Regions from separate parts of the Mus musculus genome. Here all the other regions are linked to region 1. The links are chromatin contacts, called in public Hi-C maps. All regions are on one chromosome and are shown on one strand. Each heading gives the region's core, a stretch centred on a gene start, on an enhancer-like site or on the middle of the called end of the contact. The rest is flanking DNA. Distances are from core to core; before and after follow the strand shown. Region 1 has its middle 22 kb from the start of Gm33318. Region 2 has its middle 76 kb from the start of Trim24. Region 3 overlaps Dgki (diacylglycerol kinase, iota).

Region 1 (3,518 bases), core at 856-3,355:
GTAACATTTTGTTGAGAATTTATGTGACACACACTCTGGTCTGTAGAATTCCTTTCTGGTAATCTTGTTGTCTGATTTGCATTATGGTAATGCAGAGCTCCTCGTATAACTTAGGAAGTTTCCTTTCTGGCTCTGTTTAGGAGGCTGCAGAAAGCTGGTACAGTTTCTTCTTTGTTTGGTAGACGCCATCTGTTGAACATCTGGTCCTGTACTTTCTGTTTTAAAACTGTGTTCACTACCGATTCCATTTCTTTACCAGAGATAGACCTACTCATGTTTCTGCATGTGGGGATTGATCTAGGTTTTCAAATATGTAGGCACAGACTAGTCATAATAGCCTTCCTTCCTCCCTCCCCCTCCCCTCCTCCTCCCTTCCCTCCCGCTTTCCCTCCTTTCCCCTTCCCTTTCCTTTCCATTTTCCTTCCCTCCCATTTATCTTTCTCTTCTGTTCTTTCCTCCCTCTATTCTTCCCTCAGTCCTTCTGTCTGTCCCCTCCCTCCTTTCTTTTCTTCCTTGCAGTTCTGAAAACCAAACTCAGGGCTTTTCACATACTGTGTAAGTTCTCTACCACTGAGATACACTCAGTTTCTCTCTGTCTCTCTGTCTCTTTCTCAGTGTGTGTGTGTGCACACATGTGCCCATGTACATGGGAGGCAGAGTCTTTCTCTCTGGCCTGGAGTTCATCAACAGACTGGGAATCCCAGGACCTGCTTGCTTCTGCCTGCCCACTGTTGGGATAAGAGGCATTCACAACCCTGTGCCATCCTTCTTTGTGTTCTGGGCTCTGACTCAAGCCACCATGCTTGCATGCATGCACTTTACCAACAGAGCCATCTCTCCAGCCCTGGTTTTTAGTTTCTTAAAGTGAAACCTTAGATTGATTTTTGTCATCTTTCATATTTTCTTTGCATATATTTTGATGCTATATTTTCTTACTGTTGCTTTTACTGTATCCCCCATTTTTAAAAATAGGGTTTTTTTGTTTTGTTTTGTTTTGGTTTGGTTTGGTTTTTTGGTTTGGTTGTTTGGTTGGCTAGTTGGTTTTTTTATTGTTTTTGCTGCCATTGTTGCTTGAGACAGGGTGTCATTTAGATTAACCTTGAATTTATTATGTAGCTGAGACTGTCCTTGAATTTTTTTGTGTTTTTTGTTTGTTTGTTTTTGAGACAAGTTGTCTCTGTGTAACAGCCCTTGCTATTCTGGATATTCTAGAGCATGCTTTGTAGACCAGGCTGGCCTTGAACTCACAGAGATCCACCTGCATCTGCCTCCCAAGTGCTGGGATCACAGGCTTGTTCTGCTACCACCTGGCCTGTCCTTCAACTCTTGATTCTTCTACCTCCATCTCCTGAGTGCTGAGACTACAAGGAACCTACTGCAGAAGGCAGTTTCTCTGAGTAAAGCAGACAGCAGCACTAATCTATACACATAAATACAATTGTGCAGAAGACATCTGATGAGCACATCATATCCATTTAGGGAGGGAAAAGGACGCCTATACTATGGTCTCCGACCTTCTCAACCATGGACTTTTGACCAGGTTTATAGTACCAGATGCAGAGTGGACCCCAAACCTCTTAATAGCGTTCTCACGCCCGGCCAGGAAAGACGCAACAAACCAAAATCTTCTGCGGCAAAACTTTATTGCTTACATCTTTGGGAGCCAGGAGGGCAAGCGCCCAGCGCCCAGCCCCAAAAACGAAAGCCCCTTCAATTACATCTTTAGGAGCCAGAGCTCCGGCGCGCGCGCTCTATTGTTTACATCTTTAGGCAGCGAGCGAGCGCAGGGCGCGCAGAGCCAGAGAGATGCCAGCGAGAGAGAATGGCGGAAACCCCGTCCCCTTTTTTAGGAGAGTTATATTTCGCCTAGGACGCATCACTCCCTGATTGGCTGCAGCCCATGGCCGAGCTGACGTTCACGGGAAAGGTAGAGTACAAGTAGTCATAAAATACCCTTGGCTCATGCGCAGATTATTTGTTTACCACTTAGAACACAGGATGTCAGCGCCATCTTGTGACGGCGAATGTGGGGGCGGCTCCCAACACAAACCCAATCTGAAAGCAAGTGTATACCTCTTTAACTGTGAAGCCACTACTGTTCCACTGAACACATCTTGAGTGGCTGGTCATCATTGCTGCACACAGGCTCCATCTACAGTTGAGTAAGACCATTGACGACGCTTTCCTCTTGCAGTGGGTTCAGCTTTGTCTAGCATAGTTAGGGCTCTCCAGCAGGGAGGAGACTTCCAGCCCAGTTCTAGCTTAATTTCTCCATGCCCTGTCACCAGAACATTTGATGTCTTCAGGGATAAGGTCTTGCCAACAGCAGTTTTGGTTGCCCACCAGAACTAGAAGGGAACCAGCCCTCAGTTGTTGGGATACTTTTTGTTCTTGTTTTATTTGTTCCTTGAGAAGGTCTTGGTATATAGCTTTGGCTATCCTTGGCCTTAAACTGATTCTCCTGGCTCAACCTGCTCAGTACTAGGAAGGACTATGGGCAAGTATTACTATGCCCAGTTTGTATTAAGCAAATGTTGGTGAGTTATAGTTACCTCTCTTGTGACATCATTGACTCACATTTACTTAGAATTATGCCCTTTAATCTCAAGTATTTTATGGAGTTTCTCAGTTTTCCATTATTGTTTTCTAGTTTATTCCCATTTCCATTTGTGAGCTTTGTATAATTTTTATTTAAGTGCAGAAGTGCAGGCCTTTAATCCTAGCACTAAGGACACAGGTGAATAGATCTCTGAGTCTGAGGTTAGCCTATCTACATTCCAGGTTTCACACAAGCCACAGCCATGAAGTATGAGACCCTGTTTCAATTTTTTTTACTTATTTTTATCTGTGAGTGTTTATATATGAGTGTCTGCCTGAATGTTTCTACGTATGTATACCACATGCATGCCTGATGCCCACAAAGGCCAGAAGAGAATGTCAGAACTAGAACTGGAACTAGAGTTACAAGTGGTTGTGAGCCACTGTGTGGGTGCTGGAAAACTAGGCTAGAAAAAGCAGCCTCATGGTGGCATCTCTCCAGCCCTATTTAGGATATTTGAAGTGTGTTTGTGTGGTCCAGGGTATGAATTACAATGCTGATTGTTTTGGATGAGCTTGAAATAAATCTTTATTGTTGGATGTCATACTCTATAGGTACCAGTTGCATCCAGTTGGTTGACAGTGTTATTCAGTTCAACTGTGTCTTTCACAATTTTCTACCTACTGAACCTGCCAATTACTAGTAGAATGGGGTTGGGATTTTCAACGATAATAGTAGAGTCTACTATTGCAGTTTCTGCAGCCCAGTTAACAGGTTTTGGTCTGTAGGCCATTGGACAGTGACTCAGAGCTAGGACAGATCTGTGTCACCCCTGACCCCCTTAGGTGAGCTGGAAATGCTAGAGAAGAAGAATTCAGATGGTCTTCTTATCTCCGTGATGGGACCTATAGTCCATGCAATGGAGACAGTTTCTGAAGTTGTTTGTGGACACACCGAGTTAACAATAGGACCTCTCATT
Region 2 (3,536 bases), core at 686-3,185, 330 kb before region 1:
GTATTGAATAATTTCTATCCTTTCTAGTTCTTTCAGAACTCTGGCTGGCTGTTTCAACTCAGATGTTCTGGCTCAAACTCCTCTCTAAGCTGACTGATTCAATCTTGTTTCTCTCAGCTTCTCACTGAATTGTTCCCTTTGTCCTCAAATTCTAGTAATTTGTTCTAGTCTTCTGGCTCCTTATTCTCTGGGTTCAACTGACTCTGCATCAACTCACAAAGGAACTCAACTCCACTAGGCTCACTACCTCTCAACTGACTGACTCTCGACTTACTGACAAACTCAACTTTACTCAATTGAACGCACTGAAGTGACTCTCAACTCCCTATGTTGCACTTATTTTATCCAGAGAGTTGGGAGTACCTTATTTCTGACTCATTCTGTCAAATCTTCCTTTGATTCATGACCCTCAATTAGACTGTTATTGTTTGGGATTAAAGGTGTGTACTGAGGGCGTGTCTGCCTTCCAGCTAGATCACACATACCTAGAAGATCTTTGGATGAGATCAGAGTAGCCATGTTGCTGTATTAAAATTCCTCTACATCTTTCTATACTTTTATTTTTACTTCTTTTTTCAAAATGTAAGTGGCAGGCTGGAGAGTTGTTTCAGGGTTAAGAGTACTTGCTGTTATTGAAGAAGACACAGGTTCAGTTCCCAGGACTCACATGACAAACACACAGACACACACACACACACACACACACACACACACACGCACACACGCACACACGCACACACACAGGGAGGGAAAGAGAGAGAGAGAGAGAGAGAGAGAGAGAGAGAGAGAGAGGCGGCATACCTTCTAATCCTTTCCAAATAGTTCCATCAACCAGGGACCAACTATTCAAACATATGAACCTTAGAAGGCCATTCTCATTCAAACCACAACAAGAAAGTTAAAATAGAGTCACATTCATAACTTTCTAAACAGTAGAAACCACATAACCTTCCTGAAAAATGTATTATTTTTGCATGCAATATCAACTACAAAAATATGGCATTTGTTAAATGCCCAGATTGCTCTGTCATATTCAGAACTCTGAGAGGTTAGTTAATAGATAATCTTTAGTACTCTATTGAGGAAAAACTTCAAGCATCAACTTGAAATTGAGGAGATGTCAAAGGCTTTAAGATGAAAGAATGGAAGTGGTTGCTAGGGCAACCACAGGATTGAAAGAGAACAATCATGCAGAACATGATTAGACACAGACTTTGCTGGGTTGGGTTTTTCACTTCTATACCACAGCTTGGCTCTTAGGAAGAACAGTTTAAGCATGTCCATTTAAAAGTTCAGCTTGGGGCCAAAAGTGGAAGAGATAATGGGGTGAACATTGAATATCTGGTAAAGAGCAACCTGAAGAGATTTTCAGTCACTTTCAAGGTTCCTGCTGAACTATCTGGATAATTAGTTTAAGTGTGAATTAAAGATAATCTATTATTGTTATGTTTATTCATTTATATATTTATTTAGTGTGTGTCTGTGTTGGCATGTATGTGCTATGGTGTACGAGTGGAGGTCTGAGGACAACTTTCAAGAGTTGGTTTTGTCCTTCCACCATATGATTCCTAGGAATGAACTCGGTTCTGAAGCTTGTTGTCAGGTACCTTTATCTTCTGAGCCATCTTGCCAGCCCCCAGGAGGCATCTGTAGCTGCCAAATATAGAAGGTGTTCGTTTAAGGGTATGCAAGAATGGGGTTCAAGTCAATTTTTCTGTTGGTTTGATTAGTTAAGAAAGTAGTGATTTTAGACTTTCTTTATTTTATTTCCCTATTTTTGCTGCTATTTTGGGGAGTAAGGCCTCATATATCCACTTTAGGAGCATGTCTGACTTCAAAAAGTGATTTCGAAAGTCACCAGTCCCAGGAACTAGGTCACAGTCATCAACTCCAGGAACAGACCGTAAATCCCAGGAAGTAAGCCATAAGTCACTGGCTCTGGAACAGATCATAAATTCCAGGAACAAGGTCATAAAACCTCTCTCCCAAAGAACAGTTTGGACATAACCACAAGAACGGGAAATTATCTTATCTCAGGCTGAGCCATCCATGCTGGGCAGCCCTACCTCATCCTGTGAATAAACATTCATGACATAGGAATGCAGACCTCTGACCACCAGGCACAAGCCAATCAGAAGCCGACACATGCAACTTTTCCAGCACCCACCAATGAAGTTTTAGATTACCTAACCAGCTCTCTAAATATAGAAAAAAACTAACATAGTAGCCAATCAAAACTGTACTGTTACCTCTGTGATCCCTACCAATCATATCAGAGATTACCTAATCCTTCTAAAAAATTCTCTCAGCTCTGCATAAAAAGGGCCCTGTGAGTGAGCTCCTTGACAGTCACCATTTTGATTAATGGTTGACCCTCGCATGCTGGTTGTTTCCGAAAAATAAACATTCTTTGTTTTGTATACTATTTGAGTCTGGGGTCTTCCTTCAGTAATTTTTGGATTCTTAGAGCTTAATGCATATTTCTGTTTGTTTGTTTTTTTTTTTTTTTTTTTTTTTTTTTTTTTTTTTTTTTTTTTTTTTTTTTTTTTGGTTTTCTGAGACAGGGTTTCTCTGTGTAGCCCTGGCTGTCCTGGAACTCACTTTGTAGACCAGGCTGGCCTCGAACTCAGAAATCCGCCTGCCTCTGCCTCCTGAGTGCTGGGATTAAAGGCGTGAGCCACCATGCCCGGCTTAATGCATATTTCTAATACTAATATTTTGAAGGCAGAGGCAGGATGTCATGGTGAGTTTAAGGTCAGCCAGTATTGCATGAAGGGACCCTGCCTCGAAAGTAAAAGGAAATGCCAGGCAGTGGTGCCACACTGCCTAAATCCAAGCAATTGGGGAGCAAAGACAGTCAGATTTCTGTGAATTCAAGGCTAGCCTGGTCTACTAATTGAGTTCCAGAAAAGCCAGATCTAAGAAGAGAAACCTTATCTCAAAAAACATCAAACAACAAACAAAACAACCACATAAAAATAGTAAACAAACAAACAAACCAAGCAGCAGACAGCTAAAAAACACACTAAATTCTGGATTTCCCTCTCATGGTCTCAATGATTGATGGAGCTTGTAATCTGTGACAATCAATTTTTATATATATATATATATATATAAAATGAAAATGAATAACATGTCAAGAAGTCTGCATTGTCTGAAGGAGAGATTGCATTTCATATCCAACACTTGAATAAAATTCAGAGAGCTTGTAGAAAAAAAGCTTGATAAGAATCCAGCTTCTTGTTGGGCATGGTGGCGCATGCCTTTAATCCCAGCACTCGGGAGGCAGAGGCAGGCGGATTTCTGAGTTTGAGGCCAGCCTGGTCTACAAAGTGAGTTCCAGGACAGCCAAGGCTATACAGAGAAACCTTGTGTTGAAAAACCAAAAGCCAAAAGCCAAAAGCCAAAAACCAAAAACCAAAAACCAAAAACCAAAAACCAAAAATCAAAAATCAAAAACCAAAAACCAAAAAAAAAAAAAAAAAAAAAAAAAAAAATTCAGCCTCTTTACAACCATTAAGTCAAAGGTTTGTATA
Region 3 (3,222 bases), core at 588-3,087, 370 kb after region 1:
CAGCTAACCCATTAAATGATTTGTTATGTGGTTCCAATTCATCACCTAAGGGAGGCAAGCACTGGTTTGAAGAAGAGCCTGTTGAAGAAAGTAACTGTTTACAGTCTTTAGAAAGTTTAAGATCCTCACACACTACATGCTGCATTTGCTGCTGTGGTAGTTACTACCATCCAACAGAATTATCCCGGCAGGCAGCTCTTGCTCAGGCCTGTCCTTGTAGAGGCCTCTGCACATCCCTAGGCGATGCTGGCAGGAGTGACATCAGAAGCCCATACGGTCATCTCTCTACGTGCACCATGTTCGAGTGTTTAATCATTGGAGATAACATAGACCCCAGAAAGCTTTTCTCTGTGAATTTAAACGCGTGCCCAAAATCAAGGCTAAATTTGATGGCACTTAGGAGCCAGACACATTGGGTGTGCTGTGCCCTAATGGGGCGATCTTGGACCGGTCACTGGCTGCGTGTGGGTTTTCTTACCTGTGAAGCAGGGATAGATAAGGGCTATCCCTACTTCACAAGGCTGTAAAGGTTAAGTGAATGACCATCTGTGATGTGCCTGTCAGGGCATAGAGCAAGACCTGTATTCTAACCAGTGGCCCACGCTGTCCTTGTTGCTAGTGGTTTGTTATTGTTGCTTCCTGGGTGTGAATCCCGACTTGTAATCTCGCTCCTGAAGATTTGGGTAGAAACCCAAATAGCACCGACGAGATTTGTGCCTAGAACAGAAGCTTAAAGCAACCAGTCATGGAGATGCAGCCTCCGAGAGTATGGGTGGAATGCTTGTTTTGTACATAAGAATATTGACTCTGTCCCTCAAGAGTGAAGTTGGAATGTGTGAAAAAGTTTGAAAACGTAAGGACAGTGCTTGCGTTGTTCAGGCGTAGCACTTAAAACTGGTGTAACAGACTAAAGACCTTGGTTTATGTTATAAGCCCTCTTTGTAACAGGTATTGCTGTTATATTGCGAAGAAGCCTGTCTAGGCCACTGGTGTGCCTGTGGGTAGTTACCTTGACATGTTTAGGGGTTTTCAATTTGCTTAGTAACAGAAGCACTTACAATTTTGCTTAATTTAAGGAGTCTCGCGTTCATTCCAGGGAAGTCTCCAGAACAGCTTGCTAACACTTCTCTCCTGTATTTTGAATTGAATGTTGTAGAAATCCGCTCTCAGGAGGAAGTGTGCCGTCTGCAAAATCGTGGTCCACACAGCCTGCATTGAGCAACTAGAGAAGGTAAGCGAGCGCCACCTGCTGGCGAGTGTGTTGGCTTCGGTCACTTACCAAGATCTGGTGTCAATGTCTAACTTTTTAAAAAACAAAACCAAAAATTGTTGAGTTCAGGATGACTTACCAGAATAACAATGAAAAGACAATATATAAAGGTCAGCCATGGTCTTGTTTTCCTGGGTTTAATTTGATATTATGTTGCATTGAACTTTGGGAAAGCTTGGCAACACTTACAATAAGCCTTTTAAGATTGTAGCTTCCATATGTTTCTCTCGGTGAGTTCACATATTCCTAAAGGAGCTCGAAGGGAGAGTTAGCCAAGCCAGCCGAAAGCAGCTCCCAGATGCTGCTGCAGACCTCACGGGCAGCAGTTTTTGCTGGTGCAGCATGAAATGTGTGGCTAAGCCAGGAGTGGCATCCCAAGGGTGGTGTCTTGTCTCCAGAAGTGGATTCTGAACTGTCTATTCATTTACCATCTGGGGGGAAGGGCAGAGCTCTGCGAGAGAGCTGCTTGCTGCTCTCATTTATAATTCCTCCTCCGTGTCCAGGCGAGACACTGAGTGGGATCTATATTCGTGCGCTGCCCTTGGCAATCACGGTGGGACTATTTTAGCTTTGTACAATGTTTGCTTAGCTTCGCCAGCACCTCCAGCTGCTGTCAACCTATATCTCACAGCCATGCCTAACACTTGGACTAGATTTTTCTCGTCTGCACTCTACTTCACTTTATACAGGAGCAAAAGAGCTCACGAGGACACTTCTCATCCACAGAGCAAGGCAGTGCTGAGTCCTTTTACAGGGAATATCTGTGCGTGTGTTTGAATGGTTATCACAGCAGTTAGGACTTCTCAGGTTTATATTTTCTACTTTAAAAAAAAAAGCAAAAAAAAAAAAAAAAAAAACCCAACTTACCCGGATGACTTCAGCTGCCATGTACTTTACCTGTGACTTTGGTCTCCATTTTTCCAGATTCATGGGCTAAGAACGTTTTTGTTTGTTTGTTTGAAGTTAGACTGCATGGATGAGAATGCAGGACTGCCGACTGGAGGTGTGAAATGGCACTGTACCTCTGTGGATCGTCTAGTGAGATGCTTCGGGAGAGTAGGAGCAGGCTAGAACGGATTCCTTATTCTTCCTGGGCTTGGTTTATAGCCTTCATGTCTACCACTATTGGTTGCTTTCTGGTCTCAGGTAGCTCTCTTCAACCTGTTGCTCGTCACTAACATTAACATACTTTTCTCTTCAAATGGCAGATTAATTTCAGATGTAAACCAACATTTCGGGAAGGAGGCTCCAGATCGCCAAGAGAAGTGAGTTTTGTGAGTTGTTTCAGAGAGCACCTTGAACTCTCCTAGGTTCACCGAATCTCCCAGGGATTCACCTAGGATTGACAAATGAGGTCTGTCTCCCCTCATTATACAGCAGTTTCTTCTTAATGTGTCAATAAGGACAAAGAGTCTCCAAGATTCTTCGGTATACTGTACTTTATTCTGTCAGTGGAGTGGGTTTGGGAGCCAGAGTCTTAACGCATGAAATGGAAAAGTGGGGTTGGGGGAGTTCCCCATTATTCTAGACAGTTTAGAACTAGGGTCTGAGTTGTACTCTCTAGTCCACAAAAGGAGGATGAGGAAAAGGAGGGAGGGAGGGAGGGAGGGGGGGAGGGAGGGAGAGAGGGAGAGGGGGAAGAGGAGGAGGAGGAAGAGAAGGAGGGAGGGAGGGAGGGAGAGAGAGAGAGAGAGAGAGAGAGAGAGAGAGAGAGAGAGAGAGAGAGAGCCAGATAATGGGCTTTCTGAGAGATGTGGGCACTGATTGAATCTTTTAGGACTCTTCTAGGGCAAAGGGTGCGATGTGAGATACAGGGAGACAACCATTTAGACAGAAACAGCAGCAGCACATAAGCCTAGGTGAGAGCTTAGTAAGATGCATTACTTGGGAGGAGAGTTAGAGCTAGACAGTGGAAGTCAGGCTTCCACTTCCTTGGACGCAGGCTGGAAGTC

The links. A called contact is a pair of places that touch in the nucleus more often than the background predicts.
Region 2: a contact with region 1 is called in a Hi-C map of uterus. The contact joins two enhancer-like sites. A contact is called at or near these places in 2 of 484 Hi-C or Micro-C datasets (both in uterus) and 1 of 115 datasets of contacts at active chromatin or transcription factors (embryonic stem cells).
Region 3: a Hi-C map of cerebral cortex shows a contact between it and region 1, with 2.6 times the contacts expected there. The contact joins two enhancer-like sites. A contact is called at or near these places in 2 of 15 datasets of contacts at CTCF or cohesin (the NIH/3T3 cell line and large pre-B cells), 79 of 484 Hi-C or Micro-C datasets (the AML12 cell line, B cells, the C2C12 cell line and 50 more), 6 of 115 datasets of contacts at active chromatin or transcription factors (T-cell acute lymphoblastic leukemia, bone marrow-derived dendritic cells, bone marrow-derived macrophages and 3 more) and 1 of 9 other capture datasets (embryonic stem cells).

What each region holds. Positions count from the first base shown.
Region 1 is chr6:37,462,673-37,466,190 of GRCm38.p6, reverse strand. No RefSeq gene overlaps it. Among named protein-coding and RNA genes, the nearest start is that of Gm33318, 22 kb to the right of the region's middle. Within about 2 kb of position 2,105, at least 160 of the 459 cell types and tissues checked have an H3K27ac peak or open chromatin away from gene starts, as enhancers often do. A contact at or near this core is called in the CH12 cell line, cerebral cortex, cortical glia and 1 more, where this site is marked.
Region 2 is chr6:37,792,845-37,796,380 of GRCm38.p6, reverse strand. No RefSeq gene overlaps it. Among named protein-coding and RNA genes, the nearest start is that of Trim24, 76 kb to the left of the region's middle. Within about 2 kb of position 1,935, at least 25 of the 459 cell types and tissues checked have an H3K27ac peak or open chromatin away from gene starts, as enhancers often do. A contact at or near this core is called in uterus, where this site is marked.
Region 3 is chr6:37,095,561-37,098,782 of GRCm38.p6, reverse strand. Dgki (diacylglycerol kinase, iota) reads left to right here. Exons shown (of 34, transcript NM_001081206.2): 4 at 1,157-1,231; 5 at 2,479-2,535. Among named protein-coding and RNA genes, the nearest start is that of Gm52857, 190 kb to the right of the region's middle. Within about 2 kb of position 1,837, at least 39 of the 459 cell types and tissues checked have an H3K27ac peak or open chromatin away from gene starts, as enhancers often do. A contact at or near this core is called in the CH12 cell line, cerebral cortex and cortical glia, where this site is marked.